Regions from separate parts of the Zea mays genome. Here regions 2 and 3 are each linked to region 1. A link is a contact called in public Hi-C data. All regions are on one chromosome and are shown on one strand. Each heading gives the region's core, a stretch centred on a gene start, on an enhancer-like site or on the middle of the called end of the contact. The rest is flanking DNA. Distances are from core to core; before and after follow the strand shown. Region 1 holds the start of LOC100273021. Region 2 holds the start of LOC100192867. Region 3 holds the start of LOC100278107.

Region 1 (2,922 bases), core at 234-2,733:
AGCTAGCTAGCACTCCACCATATGAATGATTAACATCACGTACGCGCATGCATGTTGATGAGTAATAAATCGTAAGCGCTATTTCACTAGCTAGATTCACTTTTTTTTTCTACGTGGATAGAAAATGTAGTAAAAACGAGAATAGCTAGCGACTAGCAAATAGATAGAAGATTCCGCGTATTCCAAGAAAGAAACTGGACGTGTGAGATCAAATACTAGTGATGAGATAAATTACTATTTGTATTCTTCTCTCAGCTCCACATCAGCTAGCTATTTGAGATAGCAATTGCGGACGGCCTAAGCAGAAGAACTAGAATAGCTTGTTTTCTGCATGCATGTTGCCGGTCCCACAAATGCGCGGCCGGGGCGCATTCATTCGCAGTCTTCACTAGCTAGTTCATCGATCATCCATTCATCCTTGCTTGCACTGCACGTCGATCTTGCTATTCCTTTGTCAGCCTGACTTCTTGTTGGCTATCTCGATGGCTTCCGCTAGCTCGTCGATCTTGGCGCCGGTGACCTCCTTCACGACCTTCCCGCCCTTGAGGATCTTGAACGTCGGCACAACCTTTATGCCCAGCTCCTTCGCGAGAGGCTGCAAGAACAACAAGCAAAAGCGCCATGCATGCACACAGAAGAGATCAAGGGAAGATCGAGCTAGGTCGTAGATCATATATGTCAATCACAGCTAAGTAATCCTAGCTAGCTAGGAGGTACGTACGTGCGTACGTACTATCTAGTTTGCTGACCTTGTTGTCCTGGTTGCAGTCCAGCTTGAGGAACACGACGTCCAGGTTCTTCTCGGACATCTCCTGGAACTTGGGAGCCATCACTTTGCAAGGCCCGCACCTGCATGATGCAAACACACCACAACGCGCGCAGTATATCAGTATGTACTGCAATGCAACACGTACTGTCGTCGTCGTCTCAGGATATATGGTTCTACAATCTCCTGGAACGACTTGAGCTAGATCGAGGCATCACTTTGCACGCGTACGTACGTACCATTCGGTGTACATGTCGAGGACGACGACCTTGTCGCCGGCGGCCTCGACGATGGGCCAGAAGGTGTCCTTGTTGACCTCCGTGACCTGCCCGGTGACGGCCTCAGCTCCCACCGAGGTCGTCGTCGTCTCGATCCCGCTCGACCTCACCGGCGCGAGGACTCCGCCGCCCCTCGCCGTCGTCAGCAGCAGGCCCCTCTTTTGGGACGCCGACGCCGACGCCCAGCGGATGGCAACTGCGACCAGGGCAGCTGGCGGGATCAAGCTCCCACTGGCGGCGGCCGGCCGGCACGTCGTCGTGGAGGAGATGGGCGCTGGCGAGGAGGCCAGCCCGTGGGTCGAGGAGATGGGTAGCCGCAGTGCCATTGGTCTGGTCGGCCGTACTCGCTGGTTTACGGAGCTAGCTGAGGGTAGCGCCGCCCGGGGGGACTGGCGGCTGGCGTTGATGGAGTGGAGGGGCACCGCAAAGCAAGGGCCAGCCACCGAGCGCTGTGATTGGCCGCCGGGATTTCCCAGGATAAGCCGCGTGGCGCCAATCACACAGTCACACACGCCACGCACCTCGTTCTCGTTCGTTCGCCTGGTAATTTTCGCCTGGGCCGCGAAACAAAACGAACGGCAGGCCCAGGTCAGCACAAAACCAGCCCAGCCCCACCATCCTGGCCGAACACTTTCCAGCCCAGACGAGGACGACGGCGGTGCTTTGGGAATAAATCAATATGGGAATAAATCAAGTATGGTACATATTTTGTGTAGTGTGTACGTATTAAAATTATGATCATCAATTTCTCTACTCTCTACTATACTTAAAACACCAGTTTTAACGGTCGTCCCACATCATCTTTTTACAAATAACTTCTCACAACTATTTCAAATTAACCCGCTGCACGTCTATAGATGGTCAAACGGCGGCCCGACACAGGACATACGCTCGTGGGCCACAGCTCTAGTCCAGGCACGTCATGCCGACCTGCTGACTGTGCCGGGACGACCTGTTAGTCTGTCGGCCCATTTGATTAAATAAGCGTGAAATGTTAAAAAATGGTGCAGAAGGTGGGGTTCGAACCTATGTCCTGATGGAAGAGGGCGGGAGACACTAGGTGAGGATGTCTAACAAATAGAACATCATACTCAGATGTTTTTGATATTGAATATAATTTGTATATATGTATATACATTTTTTGTAAAATAAAAATATATAATCGTGTCGGGCCAGCACTATGGGTCGAGGCTATAGCCTAAGCACGACACGGTGTTCTTGGCTCTTGCAAGCATTATGTCGTTTCTGAGACCATACAATGGACTCCATGTTGTTTGAGGCTGCTGAATTGGATGGAGCAACGATGATTTGTCACACTAATAGTAAAATGAAAGGTTATTTGTTGGTTTTGAACGTTAGTAATTGCTACGAAGTTGCATATTTATATAGAGCGCATCCAGTTTTTATTGATGCCTGACTTTAGCAACCACTCCATATTTTGATCTATCTTTTTTATAAGTTTGAGTTCATGTGACTTATTTTAGAAACTTGAGCTCACAAACTCTCTTATTTGGTCTCTGTATGGTGAAATTATGTTATTCTATAATCTCTTTTCGTTCAGTCAGTCGTTGTGAACTCTCTTCTAATCGCTCACTTCATTAGGTGTGTTGTACCAAACATATTGGATGGAGTAAATAATAACATCAGTTAGTCAAATCAAAAATATAATACGGAGAGCGGAGACAATCAATAAAAAATATTGAGATTTTTTTGGTGGATAGTCTACGTGGATATTGTTGTAAGTCGTCGCAACGTACGGGCAACCGACTAGTTAGATTTAATGTTCTTCCACCCCTTCGTACATAGAGGACGGTAAAAATAATGGAGGATGTTCTTCGTATAAATATACAGAGTAGTCAAGGACGTTCCATCCAAGAA
Region 2 (2,922 bases), core at 118-2,617, 180 kb before region 1:
GCAATTTATATTGTAAATTTTATAGAACGGTCCTAATGAATTGCTACATGACAAAAAGATAGCAATAGTAGCAGATTAGTAGCTGGTAACTGACCTGAACTTGTGTCACCCTCCTCATCTGTTGATGCATCAGAATCTACCGAATTATTGTTATCATCATGCTTCTTAATCCCACCATTTAACCCCTCGATGCTTCCTTCCATTCCCAACTTTGCATCCCTTTTATCCGTTCCTGACTTTGTGCCCCTCTCATCTTCTGACAAGCTCTCATTGTCACTTAGGACAACAGTGCCATCACTCAACTCATCGTCACCTATGTCTTCATCAGAGTCTTCAACCAACTGGGTCTTCCCCCACTCACCAAGATCATGCTCACCATCATCAGTTAATCCATCCTTGTCATCATCCTCCTCCTCAGATTCCTCAACCAACTGGGCCTCAACCATGTCTCCAACAAAGTTGTTCGCTCCATACACCTCGCATACTTCATCCAACTGGGTCTTAGTCCAATTGCCAGCATTATCATCCCCACCACCACCATCATTGCCCCGTTCCCCATCTTCCACCTGTTGTTGTGTCTTCACTTGGTCACTGTCATCGCCGCCATCCTCATTGCCACTGCCACCATCCTCGTCGCCACTCTCCAACTGTGTCTCCGTCCAATCGCCAGCCACACCCTCCTCCTCCACCTGGTCTACAAACTGGGTCTCAGCACCATCCAGAGGCTGTGTTTCGTCGTACAGCGCCCAATCATACGCCTCACTCTGTGTTCCGTCGTCATCACTCGAAGGAGAACCTGATGACCGCAATACACATCCACAAAAAAATAACACATTTACACCAATCGCTCACAGAACCAGAGCCAATAAACAATGCGCACTCACCTAACCGAGGTGTGGCGCCGTCCAGGAGTTGGGTATCCCCGCCACCGCCGTCATTGCCAGCCTCGCCGCGCATCGCAACACAGGTAGGGCCGGGCTTAGTGTGGCGGATGGGGATTCAACTGAACCCCCAGAAATCCTCGGAGGAAGACGAAAATGACTCAATCGAACCACAGATGTCTTCGCCCAACTGGATTGGGCGCAGCGCACCAATCCAAACGAATTGAGCGGAGAGAGAAAAGGGAAATCTCGGAACGAAACCGACTCTCCCCCGAGACAGTAGAGGGCGGGGAGGTGGAGTAGGAGGAGGGAGACGCCTCTCACCGAGAGGGGCGCACGGCCGGGAAAATCTCTGATCCGTTGTGCGCGAGAACGGCGGCGGCGATGCTGCGCGCGCGGAAGTCGTGGCGGCGGAAAAGAGGAAGCCAGGGGAGCGGGGAGCGCGCGCGGGGACAGGAAATGGGGCAGGAAAGCGCGCCTCGTCCTGTTGGAATTGGAACGGCTCGATTCAGGTTTAAAATAAAAGTTTGATGGGTGGTTTTCAGTTTATTTAGGGTTCGTTTGGATTCCATGGGCTAAATTTTAATCTCGGATGTTTAAATAATAATTAGAAATGGTAAATATAGTATAATTATAAAACTAACTATATAAACAAGTGCTAAACTGTAAGATGAGTCGGTTAAACCTAATTAATATATGATTTACTCATGTGATGATATAGTAAACATTTGCTAATCGTGTATTAATTAGACTTAATAAAATTTTCTCGTTGATTAATCTTTATCTATATAATTAGTTTTGTAATTCGACTATATTTAATACTTACCATCAAATAGTCTGTGCTAACGTTACGATCCGAAGAGGTGAGGGTCGATGACGGCGACGACGCGAGGGAAGAGGTTAACGACGACGATGCGAGTGCTGGGGAGGGAGGACGTGGGGCAAGGTGGCAGGGGTGGCGCGGTCGCGAGGGAAGGGGAGGAAGATAGATAAGGGATGATCCAAATAATATTGTCCATTGGATTTGAGTAAGTGAGAGAGGTTATCTAACGCTTTAAACCATTGTTTTTATGGTATGTTAAGTATGAGTGCAATTTATTTGGTGGTTTTAGTGGAGGTTATAGGTGTGGGATGATTTTTGTTGGGGGCCTTCGTCCTCCGAAGGTCCTCAGAAACGTAATTTAACAATGTCTTCCAAGCATGGCTTATGGACAGGTACCTTCGGACTTAGGATAAAAGCATACACGATGGGAAGAGCATGATCGTGATGAAGATTGTCGTTGCTCCGAAGCTGCGTGCAAAGGTGCTTCGGCTCAATCGCAGAAAAAGGAACCGACTTAAAGGGGAAAAGGTTATCTAGTCCTCATAGATTTATCTATAAGTCAATAATAAATGTAAAGGGCATGAATATAATTTCTCATAGACTGCGTCTTGTGCTTATAAATAGATGAACAGTACCCCCGTACTGTTCACGCTGCCTTATACTTGCTTTTGTGTCACGCTTGTACTTTTTGCCTTTTATCAAGTTGAAGGTACTTTTGTAGTTCAATATTGTCCCTGTCTTTCCATGATTATATAATAAGAATGAATTAATGATGTTATATGATTGTTTATGTTGTCTCTTATATGTCATATGCTTCTTCTTTTATTTAACATATACTGTGATGATGAAGGTACGTCCTTCATGACCTTCGTTTGAAGATCATTATATCCTAAGAGAAATAATGCTTCGAAGGACGAAGGGCATTAACATTTAATATTTTTGTGTTGCCTTGTTCTCAAGTCGAAGCATTTGAGAGCAAGTCCCCAACATTGGCGCCCACCTCCGGTGAACCCTTTTTTCGACCACCTTCGGCAAGCACTGACCTTCGTCATGCCGCCGAAGAAAGCTTCAGCGCCAGGGACTGCTGCACTGCAGCCACTGGACCCGAACCAGGAGACCCTCTCTCTCCGAGAGGCCCGAAGCCAGAAAAGGAAGGCCACCAATCCAACACTTCAGGAGGAGGAGTTGGACCAAGAAATCAGGGACATAGAAATAATC
Region 3 (2,922 bases), core at 284-2,783, 170 kb after region 1:
TCATCCAACTACTTAGCTAGACCACGAAAGCTAGGGAAATCTAAACAAAACCTAAGTCATCATGGCAACTACTAGCAATGTAAATACTCAAAGTAAATTGCTCAAAATAATTACGGAATGTAAAGCAAGGGCAAGAAAACTCCTCCAAATTTTTCCCGAGGTATTAGAGAGTTAACACTCTCCACTAGTCCTTGTTAGAGCACCCGCACAAGGGTGTAGCTCCACCTTAGTCCTCGTAAGGACCAAGTGCTCACTATAAGATGATTCCTCATGACCGCATACAATCTTTGAGCCGGGTCACCAACAAAGCCTCTTGGGTGATCATCGAGCTCCAATCACCACCAAACCATCTAGGTGATGTCGATCACCAAGAGTAACAAGCTCTAGGCTTTCAGTTGACCATGACAAGCCTAATGTGAGTGGTGGGTGGTCTAGGTGGCTCTCTCTTGCACTAATGAGACACTAATCATGGGATTATGATTTTCTAATGACCTCACTATGCCATGGAACTTTCAAACTCAAAGCAATGAATGTTATATGGTTGGGGCACCAAGACAATGATTGATGCTGGTGGAGGGGGTATAAATACCCCAACAACTCGAAACTAGCCGTTACTGTACATGTTCTCGGAAAATTTCAAAGGCCCATTCATGAAGAGGTGCTTGGCAACATTTACTCTCACCTTGCTAATTGAGGTGGAGGGAACATAACTCAAATAGTTGAGTGCTCTTCATGGTCTTACACTTGTTAAGTGAGAGGTAGAAAGAAGAGCACACATGTGTTCGCTAGCCAAACCGGGAGAAGGGCATATGGCATACGCTGAAATTGGGGTCCATCCTGCAGTAGTGGCAACTGTTCTAACTAGACTTGATCTGCTCAACATTATTGTTACCCAAATAAAATATTTGTAAGGTATAATTGATGTTAGACCAATTACCTTCAATTTTATATTTGAGCTAGAGTGAGATCACTTACATGAAGCTAGACTTATTAGTTCAATTTCATATTTATTTTAGTCAATCAGTACAATTGATTTTTGGAACAACTATTTATGCCTTCTTGCTGATCTTTACAAAAAAATTGTATATATGAAATGATGCTTATAAAAATGGGAGAAATATTGCACCTTCACTCAACCCCTCTGTCTAAATTTCTCAAATATCAACCTTATTATAATGAAAGCATCCTTTTCTTTATTAACACCCTTCTCCAAATCCTAAACCTAAACCAAGCCTAGATCTACCCACCTTGCATCTAGATTAGATTTTTTGTTTTTGTTTTGATTAGTTCAATTTTATATTTTGTTTCAATTAGCCGATATAATTAGTTTTTTATTAAAAAACTATTCATCCTTGCTCCAATCGTCATATCAATCCTAACAAAAGTTTTTACACATGGTTCTTATGGAAATAGGAGGAAGGCCGTACCTTCGCTTAAACTCTAATTTTTTTTTTCAGATTTCAACCTTGTTATAATGGAAAACCCTATTCCTCTGATAATAATAAAAATTACCAGGAATGCCCTCCTTCCTCCGATCCCGGGGTCACACCGTCCGAAGCCCAAACCAAGCCCAGACCGATCGACCCTGTCCAAAGCTTATCTAGGTTTTCGGTTCCTCCACAGGATGGCCGATCCCGCCGCCGGAGGCGCCATGGTCCCCGCTGCCGGAGGCGGCAGCGTGTGGGCGAACGGCGCCCCCCGCTTCGGCGACATGGTCTGGGCCAAGGTGAAGTCGCACCCGTGGTGGCCGGGCCACATCTACAGCGTCAGCCTCACCGACGACGAGGAGGTGCACCGCGGCTACCGCTACGGGCTGGTCCTGGTCGCCTTCTTCGGCGACAAAAGCTACGGGTGGTTCGAGCCCAGCGAGCTCGTCCCCTTCGAGGAGCACTTCACCGAGAAGGCGGCCCAGGGCGGCAGCACCCGCAGTAGTTTCGCCGGCGCCGTGGCGGAGGCCGTCGACGAGGTAGCCCGTCGCAGCGCGCTAGCGCTGCTCTGCCCGTGCAAGAGCCCCGACGCCTTCCGCCCCCACCCCAGCGACGGCAACTTCCTCCTGGTCGATGTCCCGGCATTCGACACTGACGCTGACTACCACCCCGACCAGATCCAGGCCGCACGGCAGCGGTTCGTGCCGCGGAAGGCGCTCGACTACCTGCTGGACGCCGCCGTGACTCAGCGGGACGCGGCGGAAAAAGCGGCGCGCACCGTGCCTGGGATGGAGATGGCCGCGCTGTTCTCGGCGTACCGTCGCGCAGTGTTCTCGCCGATAGACAACACCTACGCCCAAGCGTTCGGGGTGGATCCCGAGCTGGCGCTTGCTGCCGAGCAGAAAGCCGCGGCAGAGCGAGCTCAACGAGGTATCAACACTCACACGCCCAATCCTAGCTGTATTATTGACTGCGCCGTTGTTCTTGTTGCTCTGTACTTGAAATTGATGGCTAAACAACGTTATTACTGCACTGCTTCTATAGATCAAGCAACGAATTATTTTGATGTGAATAGCGGAGTGGATCTGATTCAAATAGTTTCTATTCTGCTTTTTCTGTTGAACTGCTGGTTGCATCTTTTTCATCAGGGAGAGCGATTATTGAATTTGGGATGGTAGTCATGCAGAAAGCTGTTGAATAAATGATAACTTGTGTTGTTTCACGGGATTGAACCCAACTTAGTAAGATGAGATATGCTTATCCACAGATCGATCTGCATTTGTTCTAGAAATTGAACATCTGTCTGATAGTATCATATATGTGTGTATACGATACTATCCTAGTATGCATGCGAGTTAGGTCTTTTCTTGTTATAGCTTTGTCCTCGGATAAAAAAAAACCCATCCACGATCTTGCGGGCATGAAGCGTCTGAAGCTGTGACTTGTTTGCATCATGAAGTTTTAAAGCTATGACTAGTTAGCATCATGGTGTTAT

Evidence for each region. Hi-C and Micro-C count contacts between places; a contact is called where the count stands out from the background.
Region 2: a contact with region 1 is called in a Hi-C map of leaf, with 5 times the contacts expected there. The contact joins the promoter of LOC100192867 here to the promoter of LOC100273021 in region 1. A contact is called at or near these places in 2 of 25 Hi-C or Micro-C datasets (ear and leaf).
Region 3: a Hi-C map of leaf shows a contact between it and region 1, with 5 times the contacts expected there. The contact joins the promoter of LOC100278107 here to the promoter of LOC100273021 in region 1. A contact is called at or near these places in 5 of 25 Hi-C or Micro-C datasets (ear, leaf, leaf mesophyll and 1 more).

The regions. Positions count from the first base shown.
Region 1 is chr8:131,340,754-131,343,675 of Zm-B73-REFERENCE-NAM-5.0, reverse strand. It overlaps LOC100273021, which reads right to left and starts at 1,483. Exons shown (of 3, transcript NM_001353560.1): 1 at 1,006-1,483; 2 at 750-849; 3 at 203-595. The coding sequence starts at 1,370. The coding sequence ends at 455.
Region 2 is chr8:131,524,567-131,527,488 of Zm-B73-REFERENCE-NAM-5.0, reverse strand. LOC100192867 reads right to left here and starts at 1,367. Exons shown (of 8, transcript NM_001358391.1): 1 at 885-1,367; 2 at 95-796. The coding sequence starts at 957.
Region 3 is chr8:131,172,873-131,175,794 of Zm-B73-REFERENCE-NAM-5.0, reverse strand. LOC100278107 reads left to right here and starts at 1,533. Exons shown (of 2, transcript NM_001361306.1): 1 at 1,533-2,357. The coding sequence starts at 1,625.